Regions from separate parts of the Anas platyrhynchos genome. Here region 1 is linked to region 2. Evidence: chromatin contacts called from public Hi-C data. All regions are on one chromosome and are shown on one strand. Each heading gives the region's core, a stretch centred on a gene start, on an enhancer-like site or on the middle of the called end of the contact. The rest is flanking DNA. Distances are from core to core; before and after follow the strand shown.

The links. A called contact is a pair of places that touch in the nucleus more often than the background predicts.
Region 1: a contact with region 2 is called in a Hi-C map of subcutaneous adipose tissue, with 2.6 times the contacts expected there. The contact joins the promoter of DICER1 here to the promoter of GLRX5 in region 2. A contact is called at or near these places in 2 of 8 Hi-C or Micro-C datasets (liver and subcutaneous adipose tissue).

The regions. Positions count from the first base shown.
Region 1 is chr5:15,385,986-15,393,579 of IASCAAS_PekinDuck_T2T, reverse strand. It overlaps DICER1 (dicer 1, ribonuclease III), which reads right to left and starts at 3,671. Exons shown (of 29, transcript XM_072038339.1): 1 at 3,560-3,671.
Region 2 is chr5:15,197,050-15,204,575 of IASCAAS_PekinDuck_T2T, reverse strand. It overlaps GLRX5 (glutaredoxin 5), which reads left to right and starts at 4,945. Exons shown (of 2, transcript XM_027459380.3): 1 at 4,945-5,300. The coding sequence starts at 4,985. It also overlaps LOC113843923.

The DNA of each region.
Region 1 (7,594 bases), core at 2,422-4,921, 190 kb before region 2:
AAAATCACTAATGTTAGCTTCAGTTCTCCACTTCACAAGTCCAGACACCGCAGCAATTTAAAGGTAAGAAATATCAGGGAAAAATTCTTTAACTAACCCAGCCTGCAGTAAAGAGCAGAAATAACAACAGAGTTTGAGATACACTGTTTAAGTTCAAAGTTGAGTATCTGTGACATCAGAAGGTAAGGCATGGAAGAACTATCAAAACCAAGAGTTCACCTCACCTAACAGGGTATCAAAGCATACTTTAATAAAGTTGCATGCTGCTGTGTCCCATAGATTCCATCTGTTAGGTTATTTAATGGCATTCCTACACCTGCCCTTCCCCTCAAATGTTCAGCACAGCTTGAACACCAAAGCTTTGAATTCAAACCAAAGATTGCAGTAACTTCAGCTAAAAAGTGAAGTTTTAGTTTTTACTCTGTATCAGGATTCTCTTCTGACTTATCACAATCCATACAGAAGGCATGAAAGGCCGAAGGATGAAGAAAGAAGTCTGGATGGAGTGAAGAAAGCATCATTTTCCTTTACTTATTATTTGCCTTCAAGATAGCATGTTCAAAAAGCACATCACACACAATTATACAGAGGTCACTGCTCTGTACAGTACTACAATTACCCTTTTACTTAACTTAAAGGGAGCCACTTCTGAGGAAGGAAAGCTGGGAGTCAGAGGGTGTAAAATAATTTCTGTGCTATCAGTATGAAGAAATTACTACTGAAATACAAAGGTGATGGGACACAGATGGTCAGTAGCTACACAGTGAGCCATTACGACAGGAGGGAAGTGGAGCACAGCAGCCACCTCATTGCTCTGCCAGCAACCTATCAAGCTCCATATCCGCAGTTTGTACCACACCAACTGCACAAAAAAAAAAAAGAAAACTAGATTTTTCTCTCCAGTAATTATGAAATAATGGTATAACCCATGTCCAAATATGTTTTGATGCTTGATAGATTAGATTAGGCCATAAATAAAAGTAGTCTGTAGTCTTAGCACTACAATGCTCATCACTCTATAATGCTCGTCCCTAAGGGTACAATCCTTTCTAAAAATCTTCTTGAACTCTTGCTCTCACTCACATTCTACAGCTTACCCAAAGAGAAAATAAGTCAACTCCACGTTCACCATATCCATTTTACTAGGTTGCTCCTTGCTTTACTAAAAAGGATAAATATGCTTTTTTTTCCCCAGTAATTTGCATTCAGTTACAGATCAATGCACATACAGAAAGTGTACATGGGCAAAGCACCAGTACTCAAACTCTGTAATAAGGTGCACCTGAAGCAACTTTGTGTCAAGGAAAAAGGACCTCACAATTTTTTGAAACAGGAATTGTATAGAATACACAAAAGTGATGTTTTTTGTTTGTTTTTTTAAACTGTAGATTCTGCTTTTTTTCTTCCCCTAATCTAAAGGGCATTAAGATAGATCTCAGAAGCAAAGTATAACTCCTATAAAAAGGTTTGTATGCTATGTCAGATAAAGTATCTTTCCAGCTTGTTGGCCTCCTTCTGCCAGTATCCAATGGAGGACATATACAAAGGTGTATAATAGTAAGGGAAGCCTTGAATTTAACTTCACTGACCAGTCACCTTGATGTTTGCTGAGTCTGAGAAGATATTTCTGTGTTTGATAGTTTCTCCCTCTCCCCTACAACTTAACTGTTTCATTTTTCAAGTAAACTTTTGGCATTCCTAATATGATGCACCAGGTATTTTAGTTACCCATGATATAAAGCAGTGATTCCTTCCATTTGTTTTAAATCTGTAAACTACAGTAACCTTTCAAAAACTTTTTTTTTTTTTTCAAAAAGTTACTGCACAATGCCCCTTACCCCTCCTCTGGGGACTCTTTCCCCAGGTGAAAAGTCCTAGTCAACTTTACTGCTACCTTTTTTTTTTTTTTTTTTAGCCTAACACTGCCTTTTTGATGTAGAAGAGAGAGACAGGAAAGATCCCCAAACTGCATTTAGCATTAAATATATGGCCAAACAAGGAATTAAACTGTCATAATGATGCCAGTTTATTTTCATTTAATTCTTAATTCCAACTTTTAATAAACTTTTTGATTGGTGAGTACTGGGCTGACACTTGCACAGAACTGAAGTATCACCAAGACACTTTCATAAACAGCAGTAGCTAATTCACAGCTTGGCACTTCTGAATACAGAGGCATATACTTTTTAACCCAATGCATTAATAAATAATGAAGTAGCAGTCCAATGATTATATACACATAATCACCTTCCAGTTGCAAACTTCCAGGAATATCTCCAAACCTTTTGTAGTTATGAAGACTACAACATATCCTGGAGACACAGACAAGGGGAAGGTTGCTCTTCATTGCAAGATTTAGAACAACTGTGGCATATTAGAAATCATTCCAGTTTGTGTCTATGTCAACTGGTTACAAAAAAAAACCACCACACACTCAACTTACCAAAGATATACATGCAGCTTGCACTTCAACACAGCACCCAGAATGGTTTGTACAGCAAAACAAAAAGCATAAGGTAAGATAAAGAAAAGAGTGTCTAGAAAGTTATTCTGTTTTGATTTTCCTTTTTCTCTTGTTCCTTTAAAAGTGGTCATCACCATCAAACCTACAACTTGCAGCGCTTTAGCTCACAGCATAACTTGATGTCCAGTATCTTAATGTAAAGATTGCTGATATCTTGTGACCTGAAGTGCCAAACACGACTGCTGGTACCTCACAACGTAGAGTGCCAAACAACCTCCAGACTCTCAGTATTTGAAGTTTGCTGAACTGGTGATTTAGTTTTTGGAAATAACGATTTATGAGGGACGATAACACACCAAGAACCCCCCCAGATGTCAGTACCACCGCGCATTTCCTACTCCTTCACCCCTTTTTCCAGTTTTACCCCCGGCACCAACCAACCCCGGCGCAGAACTACGCCTTTTTCCCCTCCTGGCCTTTCTCAGCCCCACACCACGCGGCACCAGGCACGCCTTCGCCGCCCTGCCGCTACATTTTCCTCCTACAAGCGCTCGGGGAGGAGAGGAGCGGCGCGGGGCCGTGCTGCGGGCACAGCGCCTCACGCAGCGCCCCGGAGCGGCGCCCCCTGCCCCCCGTCCCCCTCACGCAGACAAAGCCGCGAGGGGCCGGAGCGCGGCCCCCGCCTCACGCACCCGCGGGGCCGGGCCGCGGCCGCCATCTCCTACCTGCCGTGACGGGAGGCGGCCCGGCGCGTCCCCCCGCTACAGGCCGCGTCTCATTGTGCCGCCGCCGCCGCCATTTGCCCGCCGCCGCCGCGCTGCCCCCGGCTGTCAGGTTCCTCCATTCACCTGGGCCCCCGCGCGGCCGCCTCCCCCTGCCTGCCCCCCCCCCCTTCCTTACGCCGCCGGCCCTACGCAAACGGAGCACCTCCCCCGGCCCTCCCGCCCATACCAACGGGGGCCGCCCAACGCCCGCGACGCAAGCCCGCTCCGAGAATTCCGCCCTGCGCAGCTCGCACGCTCCCCATCGCCGCGCTGTGAAAGGAGCCGCGCGATTGGCGGCGGGAGGCGGGTAAAAGGTGAAAGGTTCACCGACCGGCCAATCCGCTCGCGGGACACGGCAGCTGCCGGGGAGCCGCCGGGTGGTCCCGGCGCTCACGTGTGTGTGCCCTCCCCTCCCCCCGCCGGAGCGCCGCGAGGCTCTCGGACCCGGCTGCTCCGCCCCCCCCTCCCCGCTCCTGCCTTGCGCATGCGCGCGGGCGGGGCTCGCGCGCGCGGGAGGCGGTGGCGCAGCGCTGAGGCGAAGGGCGGCAGCCGCCATTTTGGCGGGGTTGGAGGCGGCTGGGGTCGCGCTGTGGTGTTGGGGTTGTAGGGTAGGGAGGTGGTGAGGCCGCCTGCAGGGCACTGCTCTTTCCTCTGGGGCAGGAGTGGTCTTGAAGAGTTGAATGTCACTCAACAGGAGGCAAAAAGCAGTCCTTGATGACTTCGATCAGTCTCAGGGCACAGCAGCGCTTCACCTCCAGTGCTTCTGTGTAGTGAAATTCCACTTATCCATACACACAGGTGGTCAGAGTGTCCTTTCTGCTCATCAGGGAGCTGGCACCGACAGCCCTTGCTGGTGCTAGGCCAGAATGGAGAAGAAGAGAAAGGGCCACTGGAGGCAATTGGGTCCATCTGTGCTCCCTCAGCAGCATCTCCTTTTGCCATTGCTTGGGACAGTGTTGACTAGCTGTACCATTGGTCTCCAGTCTCTTGTCAGCACTCACTTGAGTGACATTACAAGCTACAACTATATTTAAAAAAAAAAAAAAAAAATCTTTTGGATGAAACAGCTGATCTAGGGTAAATGGGGTAAATAGGGTAAATGAAAAATTAATAATGCTTGGTGCACAGACAGGAATGCAATTTCTCTTGCACCTCATGCTGCTGTTTTCCAGCTTTTATTTCTTTGTCACAATTGACGTCAATAGCTTCAAGTCCTTGGAAAACTGAGAGGGAAATTGCAAGATAATACAAAGCCTTGAATCTACCTAACTTACCTAAACAGGGCTGCAGTGCAACAAGACTGCCAAATATTACCTGATGTAGCGAAATGTTTGGTTGTAAGTGTGAGGAACTGGTCAGTAAGGTAGGGCACAGGATTGAAATGTATTGCTTGAGCGGAACTAGCTCATTGGAGTTTCCTTACTGTTCATTGTAATTTCAAATACCATGATTATTTTAATTTCCTAGTGCCCACCTCCCATGGCATCATCTGCCAACACCATTCTCTTGGTGACTGGTGAGAAGACTGAACCTTCTTCACAGAGATGAAGCTAATAATCAAGCCTCCAGGCTTGATTACGGCATGACTTAGATCCATAGCTGCAGCCCAGGCCAGAGAGATGCATCGGACAAATAATCATAGAATCACAGAATCATTAAGGGTGGAAGAGACCTCCAAGATCACCTGGTCCAACCATCATCCTACCACCAATGTCACCCACTAACCCATGTCCCTAGGCACCACGTCCAACCTTTCCTTGAACACCCCCAGGGATGGTGATTCCACCACCCCCCTGAGCAACCTGTTCCAATGCCTGACAGCTCTTTCTGAGGAGAAATGTCTCCTCATTTCCAACCTGAACCTCCCCTGGCGCAACTGGAAGCCATTCCTTCTAGTCCTATCACCAGTTACCTGTGAGAAGAAGCTGACCCCCAGCTCCCCATACCTTCCTTTCAGGTAGCCATAGAGAGGATAACTCTTGTACATTCAAATGTGGAGTTTGAAAGTTCCTCGGCCTAATGTAAATTGAAGTAGATAACAGAGAGCTGAAATGCAGTAATCACATCCCATTTTTGTCTGATCTTATCCCCACATAAATGGCAGTCATCAGTTACTGTAGGGTTGGAGCACAAAATTGCAGCTTCACTCTTGAACAGCTGTGTCTGAAAGTGACCTTGAAAAAGCTGTATCTGGCTCACTGACAAGCCTCTACCTGCTCAACACGTTGTGCTCACCCTTTGCAGTTCCAGTCAATGTTTTCAATGTCAACACCAGCTGTTAAGATTGTCCTGGTGCTGTCCATGGATTTAATAGCTCAACTTTTTTACCTTGGTGCCCTCTTCTCGGGGTTCATTTACATTATCAACAAATGAATTGTTGACCAACAAGAGAGGTTTTGGTGGTTGCTGTTTTATCTTCTGAGCATGGTAAAAAGAACCGTGCCAAAGATGGAAGTAAACAGTGCAAATCTTTACTGACAACAGCAACAGTTTGAGACTTGGTCACATTTTGTCTGCTAAATGCAAAATTCAGCTTTCCTGTTTAACTTTTCTTCCCTGTCCTTCCCTCACAAGTGTCCAAAAACCCTTAATTTTCCACAGTTTTCCTACTCTTTGTGCAATAAAAAGATGTGTATTTACCATACCTTATCACAGTGATGGGATACACACATTTAAAGCTCTGAACAGGCCTACCTACAGCACTGATGGTGAGTGGCCAGATCTATAGACTGCCCATACAAATCACCACACCAGTGATGTAAAGATATAGCCGCATCTGGACAATGTGGTCATTTTTGTGGCAGGAAACCTTTAAATAACGTAAATATACACAGCTGGCCCCATTCTGCCCACTCCTGGCACCTCCTTTCCACAGTGGATGGGTTTAGTTTCGTGCTGTGTTTCACTGATCCTGTCTGCCCTACAAGACACTGCAATGCAGTTACACTTGTGTTAGTCCAGCCAGGAAAGTCAGGACTATCCTAAGATCACACTTTCTGACAGATGGACTGGAGATCATCCTTGTTGCCTAACGAAGATGGTAAATGCAGTAGAAAGCCGCTTCCCCCTTTTTAGTTGGGCTGAATGCAATGGGTATACAGCAAAGGGTCTGTCACCAGAGATCCAGCTTTCCTCATCCATCTACACTCTGCCGGGGACTTACCGCTTCCTTAGTATGACTGTTTGTGCCCACTAAATCAGTATGAGGAGATAAAGGTAACCGGAACATGTTGAGGTTCATTTAAACCTCTGTGAAATGATTTCAGATGAAAACTGACAGAGAGGCCTATGGTTTTACCACATTGTTTCCTTTACCTAGCTCAAACCTCAGTTGTTCTTTAGAGCATGTCTTTTGTAATGCCCATATTATTAAATGTCACAATATTAAGCATTTTTATACCATTGAAGGGGCACCCTTCTGTTTTTTATGGATGGAAGAATAATTATATCCCATGACAAAACCTTAGGAAGAGGAGCAGCTGTTCAGCCTTATCCAGTGGGAGCTGTCAGAACATATGGGTCTATTTTTCCAATTTTAACTGAAGTACTGAAGGAAATTGGCATTCTTGATTATTTCTAACATAAAATAAAGCAGAAAGAAACCCTCCTTAATCCTCTGCAGGCCATGATTAAATAATGAATTTTATCCAATTCAAGGAGGTTCAAAGAGAAGGCAAGCAGAATACTTAAAACACAGAAAACAAAACACAAATGCCAGGAGAATTCTGGAAGTTATTTTCTTATAAAGAAAAGGGTGTCTTTCTCCATAGCTACTTCCTCTCTGAGCATGCCAGCTGACAGGAGTTTTTGATTTAAAAGCACAGTTAGGATAAAACCTGTGCTATCCTTTATTGTTCTATCACCGCTATCCCCTCCTTTGAAGGGATGGATATTTTTTTGCTATATGCATGTGTTATGACAGCTATTCTTCAGAGCTTAAGGCCAAATCAAAAATTAACCTTTACCTTCACAAATTTCTTACAAAAAAAAAAAAAAAGTCATCCATGTGATAAAAACCTCTAAAAAATTGCACTAAGTTCTTGGCATTCAAATTTTGAATTAAAAAAAAAAAAAAAAGAAAAAAGAAAAAACACACACACAATACATGCAACTATAAAAACAAAGCAAAGAGGCCATTGGATGAAAGGAATAGAATAGCCCAACTAATTAAAATCCCGAACAGAAAAAGTGATAATGCTCTAAATTACAGCTTTCAAAATATCTTTAGTGCTGGAATTATAGATGGGATAACTCTATGATATGATAACTCTATGGGATAACTGCCAGAAGACAAAACCAACAACAAGAAGAGACATTTATTTCTCCCTTTTTAAAAGTCATATCATGAAATGATGCTGGTTTTGTT
Region 2 (7,526 bases), core at 3,696-6,195:
AGCGGCTAAACAGTGTGCCACTCATGCTTAGCCCTTTCTGTCCTACTCCCCTCTAGCTTGTTCATGGAAGAGCCTTTTTTTTTTTTAAACCTAAAGCTCTTCTACTCCTGATTTTACCCTGCACAGCTCCAGCAGTACCACCATAAACCCTCTACAGGGGTTTATGGAAGCAGACCCTAGCCCAATCCACAAAAAAAATTCAAAACCCAGGGACAATACCACAGTGGGAAAAAGTAAGCTTGGTTTAGTTTGCACATATACAAGGAACGTTCCCAGAACAGCACATTGCAGGCAAACATGGGCAAGTTTCCAGGCACACTTCTTTCAGAGAGTTCTCAGGAAAGTCTCAAGCCTTCAAGTTCCGCACCACAGCTGTCTTCTGAGAATCACCGTATTTATCATTTACCTCATCCAAGTTTAGGTTCTTTAGTAGAACAAAGAATTGTTCAACACCCACAAGAAATTTCAGTCAAAATAATTCAAGCTGACAAAAATTCAAATCCACATGGAGATGTACACAAGTGAGGGAGATTTTTTTCTTCAAGTAATAGTGGAGCTAGATTTTTTTTATAATGCCATTGATCATATTGGCTCATTTTAGTTTCTCATTTAAGCCTCACTTTCTTCATTCCTGCAATGTCCCTTCTGCACTGCCACAAATGTATACAGCTGAGAAGTAGCCTCAGCATTTCCAGAGCTGAGAATTACCCTCAATTACAGAAGTGAGCTTATTTATGCTACATCTAACAAAGTTACATTGCTAACAGTAACAACTGAAGACAAATGTTTAAACAAAAAGCTTCCACACTCCTCAGAATTTAATACAGATTTGTCAAGCAAAGATTAAACAACAGCAATTCACATGATTTAGGCTCACAACACAGATTAGACTGCAGTTTTTCAAAAGGGAAGTTATAAGAACTCAAATCTGTTAGAACATGTAAACACATTCCTAGGAAAAAAAAGACTGAAGGGTGTGTAACAAAAAACAAATCTTTATTGAAATACCATAGCATCAAGTTTACATTGCTAAGAAAAACATACTTGAGATTCTCTATAAGAATTCCATGCAAACTGCAGAGTTGCACACAAATGTGCTGATGTGTGCAAAACACTTGAATTTTTATTTGGAGAAATTTCTCATACAGTTGAGATACCCATGTGATGACAGTTTTGGTAGCATCTGTCCTCTCCCATTGAAAAGATCATTTACCCACTGCAGTTGAGACATGTTTTTCTAACAGATACATTTTTTACGAGACAGAAAAGTACCTTGCTGTATTTTTTTTAAATTTGTATAGAAAGATTTTGTATAGGAATTGAAAAACAGATTTAATCACCCCAGGGGCAATAGGCATCCAGTTACTACAGCCTACCACTTTAGTGAAGTAACTCAGTTGAGGACCTTGGGCATTCAGCCCCGACCTGCCAGAGCCCCCTCGTGGACAGTAAAGACACGCACATCAGAGCTTTCCTTGCCTCTCTGCAGCTGCACATTCTCAAACCAAACCAAGCCAACAAAAGCACTCCTATCACAGTAGCTGTGCCATGAACATGCTCTAGGACTTTACTAGGGAACAAGAATTCCTTACAGGCAAAAGATGCCCTAGGGTTTTCCCATGCTTAGGAAAGACCAGAAGCCACTTCCAGCATTTTAAGTACATCACAATTTGTAAAGATTACCATACGTAGTTAAGCCTGATGCTCAGCGCCCAGGACCCTGTTCTTCAACACTGGTCAAAAGTGAACACAAAGAACAGGAGATACATGTATTAGAATCCCAGTCTCTAGCTTTCTATTGCTCAATTCCAAAAGCAGACTTAGCAGGAACTGACACAATCTTCATAAAGAGATGATCCATGTGGGCCCCTTCCAACTTGGGATGTTCTATGACTATCACTTTGTATCTAGCTTCAAGGTCTGCATTTAAGCTTGAACATTTTTCATCATTAAATGCCAGGCTCAAAGGTTTTTGCTTTGATTACCAGCATGACTTCTCCCTGCTAAAGGCATTCTTACCTTGATCCAAATCAACTCACCCAGATCACATAGATCATCCATTAAAACTGACTTATGTAACTTCATATATATTCTTTGCCTCTGTCAATCATGAAATGGACTGATGCATTTTAAAGCTAATGCAAACACCCTCTTTGGACTATCCTATGAATGCATAAATATGATTCAATTATTCATCTAGTTCAGAAACAAACTTGCTTATAGGTCTCTTGGTTAGATCCAGGACAAGTTAGATACACCTCAGATTGTAAAGTGTCCATTTCCCATGGAGCTTGAGTTTCTACAAGAAAAAAACATAGTATTTCAACAGTTCTGCTGTTTGTTAATAATCAGGAACTGTTCACAGCTGCTTCTTCAGCATTCACAATTTAAGCATGCCACACAGATTTTAACTGTGCAGGCCAGAACTGTAGGTACATTTTAAACATTCTTAATGCTCTCAGAATTTAGGATATGTTAATGCTGCCAGATGCTGCCCTGATTGTATGCCTCAAATTACTTACCTGACATGCAGAACAGGAGCTCAAACCATCCCAGTTAAAAAGCTTCAAAAGAAAAAAACTTAAGCAGAGCTCAACTATTTACACACATAAGGGGCTTCATTTCCAGACCCTGCAACAAGTCAGGAAGACAAGTATCTAACTTGGACATGAAGAAAAAGCTCTCTAATAGTATTTTTAGATGTGTGCTTGCATACTACATAAGCACATCAAACCACTGACTCATAACTACTGTTTTTGCTCAGCTGCAGAATGCCTGGAAGTAACCTTATTTGTGGCTGACCAATTAAGCCCTGCAGTTTGAATATCAACTCCTATTGCTCTTCTCAAAATGAGGTGATAATACATCTTCTAACAGGAAGATCAACAAAACATCAGCAGTCTCAAGGAAGTCCCATTAATATTTCTTCTGAACAGGTGATTTAAATCATTATCTGGAAAATATAAGAAGTTTCACTTAGACCAACAGCAAACTGAACCAGATAACAAATAGTTATTTCTGTTAGTACAGAGTACACAGGCTAATTGTTCAAGTCTTATCAGTAGCAAGAACTGTTTATTCCCTTACATGGTGCTGCATACTTTGCAATAAAAAAACATTTGACAGTACTGTTTTCTTTAAAATGCATTCTGTTAAGCTTAGCATTACCTCACATCACTACAACAAATAACTACGAGTTCAGGTACTTCTGTTTAACCAAGCACACAGACATTGCAGAAGCTTTTCAAAATTTATAGCAGTTTTTAAGTGTTCAGCAGAAGTTGCTCTATTTGCTAAACAATATCAGACTGCAAAATTGCTCTTACTGTTGATAGATCGATAATGACATGGGATGAGCCATTATCTCCGTGACAACAGAATGCGAGCTGTTAGAGGAACATTGCACATGTTGCTGCCACTACTCTTACAGGCATGCCTCGGCTTCCTCCCATCAGTGCTCTCTCTGCAAGCCTGGTCTGCCCAGAGTACCAGCAACCAAGGGCATCTCTTCGACTACAGAGGATTAAGCTGCAACTTAGAACTGGCTATGTCATTCCCAGGGGAACACGTCCTCACAAAGTCTTATGACACATGAGTTTGATGTCCTTACTCTACATTCTATTTATTAACCATCTGCTTGGAGAAACAGCTAAAAGAGTATACAGGAATGCAGATAGTATCAAGTTCCTTCAACTTATTATTTTTAATTGAAAGCTTTTAGTTAGCTTTAAGAGTAGAAGCTCTTTCTTTTCAATCAGTTTTTATTTATTTCCCTCTGGAATCTCCAGAAACAGAGTGGCAGGAGTGTTTCAGCTAGACTAAAGGCGTGAAAGTGTACCACTAAGCCTCTTACACTTAAGACTTAAGGCTCTGATTCTGTATAACATAACCATATGACAAAAACCTTTGTGGAATTTACTAGTTTTATCCAGCTCACACTGGATAGTAACACATACATAGTAAACAACCCTTCTGTGTTTTATGCATTACGATTAACAGGCAAGCATTGACTTCTCTGTCTAGATCAGAAGAAAATAAGGTGGCTGAAAAACATACTGCCATATATACAATATACTCCCAATATACAATGCTCATGTGCAGTACAATATGTGAACTTTGCCTTCAGATCCCTGTTAAGGATTTTTTCATAGCTTCACACACATCTGAAAGCTGCAGCAGTGCTCCATACACTGCAGGCACAGAACCCGCTGCCTTCTGCGCTGCAGCTGGCACTCCCGGAGGAGCTGAACAGCACGAGTTACTTGGGGAACTCCTTTTCTTAACGCCTACGAGTGGCCGTTAATACACCAGAAGTACAGGTGCCAGATCCATAACGTAAATTAACGGGAGATTAAAGGTGCATTTAGGCCTGTTATTTGCGAGCCGTGCTAATTCATTTCCCAGTAGCCAGGAAGGTTTCGCTGTACCTCTTCCACTCACCGCCCGGCCGCCGCTGAACTCTCCTGCACTGCGCTCCCAGCCCTCGGAGAGGCCTCAGGGGCTGCCCCGAGGCTCCTCGCAGACCGAGCTGCTGCCGGGCGCAGCCCCGAGCACCCGCGGCACAACCAGCGCCATGCCCGGCCCCACTCACAGCCCGCCCACCGCCAGCACCGGAAGCGGAAGAAGCTCCCCCTTCCGCCCTGCCCCTCTTAAGGCACCGCGCCGGGGGAGCCTGGCCAATGGCGGCAGGGAGTAGGCGGGGTTAACCCTCCGGGCGCGGATTGACGGGTGATTCTACCAATGGAGCTGCGGCAGCGCCGTCCGCTCCACAAATAGCCGCACAGCGCTGGTGGGCGGGACAAAGCCAGCTGGAGCTCCACGCTACTGGCTGTCAGCGTTGATTGACAGCTGCTATGCCTGTGAAAAGGCGTAGATCCCGTGCGACCTCTCCCCGTCTCTACCAATCAGCGAGTAACGGTGACTCTAGGCCGGCGCAGCGGGGCAGGGGCGGGCAGTTGGTGCGGGCGGTGGGGGCCGAGGCAGGATGAGCGGCTCGCTGCGCGCCGGCCTGCGCCTGGCCGGGGGCGGCTGGGCAGCGCGGGGCTGGGCCGGGCGGCGGCTGCTGAGCCAGGCGGCGGCCGAGGGCGGCGGGGCCGAGGGGGGCGGCTCGGGGTCGGGCACGGGGTCGCGGGAGGCGGTGGAGCGGCTGGTGCGGGCGCACCCGGTGGTGGTGTTCATGAAGGGCAGCCCCGAGCAGCCCCTCTGCGGCTTCAGCAACGCCGTGGTGCAGATCCTGCGGCTGCACGGCGTCGAGGACTACCGCGCACACGACGTGCTGCAGGACCCCGACCTCCGCCAAGGTCAGCGGGGCAGGCCGCGGGGGGGGGCTTTCAGGCTTTATTACGTGCTTAAACTTATTTGTCTTAGGGTTTACTAAAGCTATTTAAAAAAGAGAGAAATTAATCTGAAGTTCTACTGAAACAGACTAAAACCCTCGAAGTTGAACCATGTGTGTTTCTCTTGGTTCCATGAGCCCTCAGGCAGTGCTTCTGTCAGTGTGAATTTATTGGGATTTGCGTGCACAACCAGCTCTGTTTATTAGTGGGGATGCAGCCAGGCCTGGCTTGCTGTGTGGTGAGGTGAGTGCCAGAGCCAGCAGTAGGGATGGACCTTGGTGTGAGCAGCTAGGGAGGGACACATTGATCCCAGAGCTGGTGGGCTGTTACCTTGCTTCACTTACATTACCTGCTGCCCCCTAACCGGCCAGCCTATGCTTGTTCCTGTGGCTGGCGGCCTCTGACAGGAGAGGGCTGGGCTGCTGGAAGCTGTAGTTTGGTGGGTTGCCAAACGTGATCCAACAGCAACTGTCTGAAGGCCGTCTTCATCTCTCCTGACCTCAGGTGCTGAAAAGTCAGGTACCCAGCCTGTCATACTTCCCTGAGCAAGGAGAATACGGCATGTGAGCTGGTCACCAGCTATGCACTTAGCTGAGGATAACGTAAATGTTTGCGTATATTCCTCTTCACAGCACTGGTACTAAGAGTTGGCTGCTAGCAGAGATGGTCCTTCAGGTGTATTTGAAGTGCTGGTTGGTTTTCCTGGACCTAGTGGAACGTGGTATTTTGAGGTTGATATAATTCAGCTGAACTATAACCAACCTTGCTGAAGCTTGCCCTTTGCTGTAATAGGGCAAGTTGTAAAAACAGCTCCATACCTGTACTTTTCACCTAAAACCACTGTCAGTTCTGTAAAACTAGTTACTAGTGCTGCTGTCAAGTGATTTATTTACCTAAATGCGAGCTGAGAATATGTTTCTCTGACACAAATCCTTCATTACCAAAGCTGGTTAAGAGACCTTAATGTTCTCTCTTGGGCTGTGGTTCCACAACAATTCAGAGTTCTGAGTTGTTTCTGCCATAAGCGATCCTACTCTCAGCTGATACGCATGGTTGGGCTGGTTCAGATCTATAAGGTGGTAGAGAAGTTTGGGATTATGTACTGAGAAAGTAGTGGTTTAAACCAGTTAGAACTGCTGTAGTTCACTCTCAGATTATACATTACCTAAGTACTGGATTCTGCCATGAGGATGGGCTTGATCTTTCCTCTCACCCTTGGGCTAACTCTTCTCCAGCCATGCTTGCACCAGTGCTAATGATGTCCATGAAAATGTGTTGCTTTTCTGGAGAGAGTGTGGTAGGAGTGATACTGGTTGCTTGAATCATCTCCCTGATGTGGTTCCTTGCTCATTAGTGCTAGTGCTGGCAAGAGAGGCTGAGATATGGCCACTGGAGTTGGGGAAATAGAGGGGGAGTGCTCTTGGTACCCCTTTCAGTAGTAGTTTGCACAGGTTGTGGCTTCAGTCACCTTGTGATGTGCTAGTTCAGCTGTCAAGCTTTTAACTGGAGTAAGGTTTCACAGAAGTGTTTGAAAAGAGAAGCCTGCAGCTTCTGAAGTGCAGAGGGAAGCCGTAACCTCCAGGGAATGGGAAGGAAGCTCCTTGCAGTGTCTGCACTTCTGAAGGGTTCATCGCTGAAGTGCATCCTCAGTGCAGTAGGCATAGACCAGGCTGACTTGCGTTAATGGTACTGAAGCAGTTTTGGTAAATGTTGTGTTGAACTCAGGGTTTATTTAACAGATCCAGTTTGTAATCTGGTCGAGCTCCAGCACACAGACAGTTAAAGCAGCTTGTCTCATATGTGAAGGGCAGCACACAGGGCAGTCCAGCTAGACTGTGTTCATGTTTTTATCTGTAGTTGAGTAGAGCCTTGAAAGTGCTATCAGTGCCTGGTCCTTGAAGAAGATATTTCTGTAAAAGAATAATGTTACCCTGGAGTGTTTATTAGCAATAGACATTATGTAGTGCCCTTGGGTCTCAATTCATGTTTAGCATTACAATATCTTAACAGAAACAAACCTCGTTTCATATCTACGGTGGCTCTTTTGAGAAGGGTTATCCCTGAGTGTGACTTTGTGTTGGGACTCAGTTCTTTATTGCAGCTGTTATGGGTTAAAAGGTTTTTAGGGTAAAAAGATTTGGGGGATAGTTTGAGCACTTCGGAGTGCTCAAAGGCCAAGGAATGTTTGAG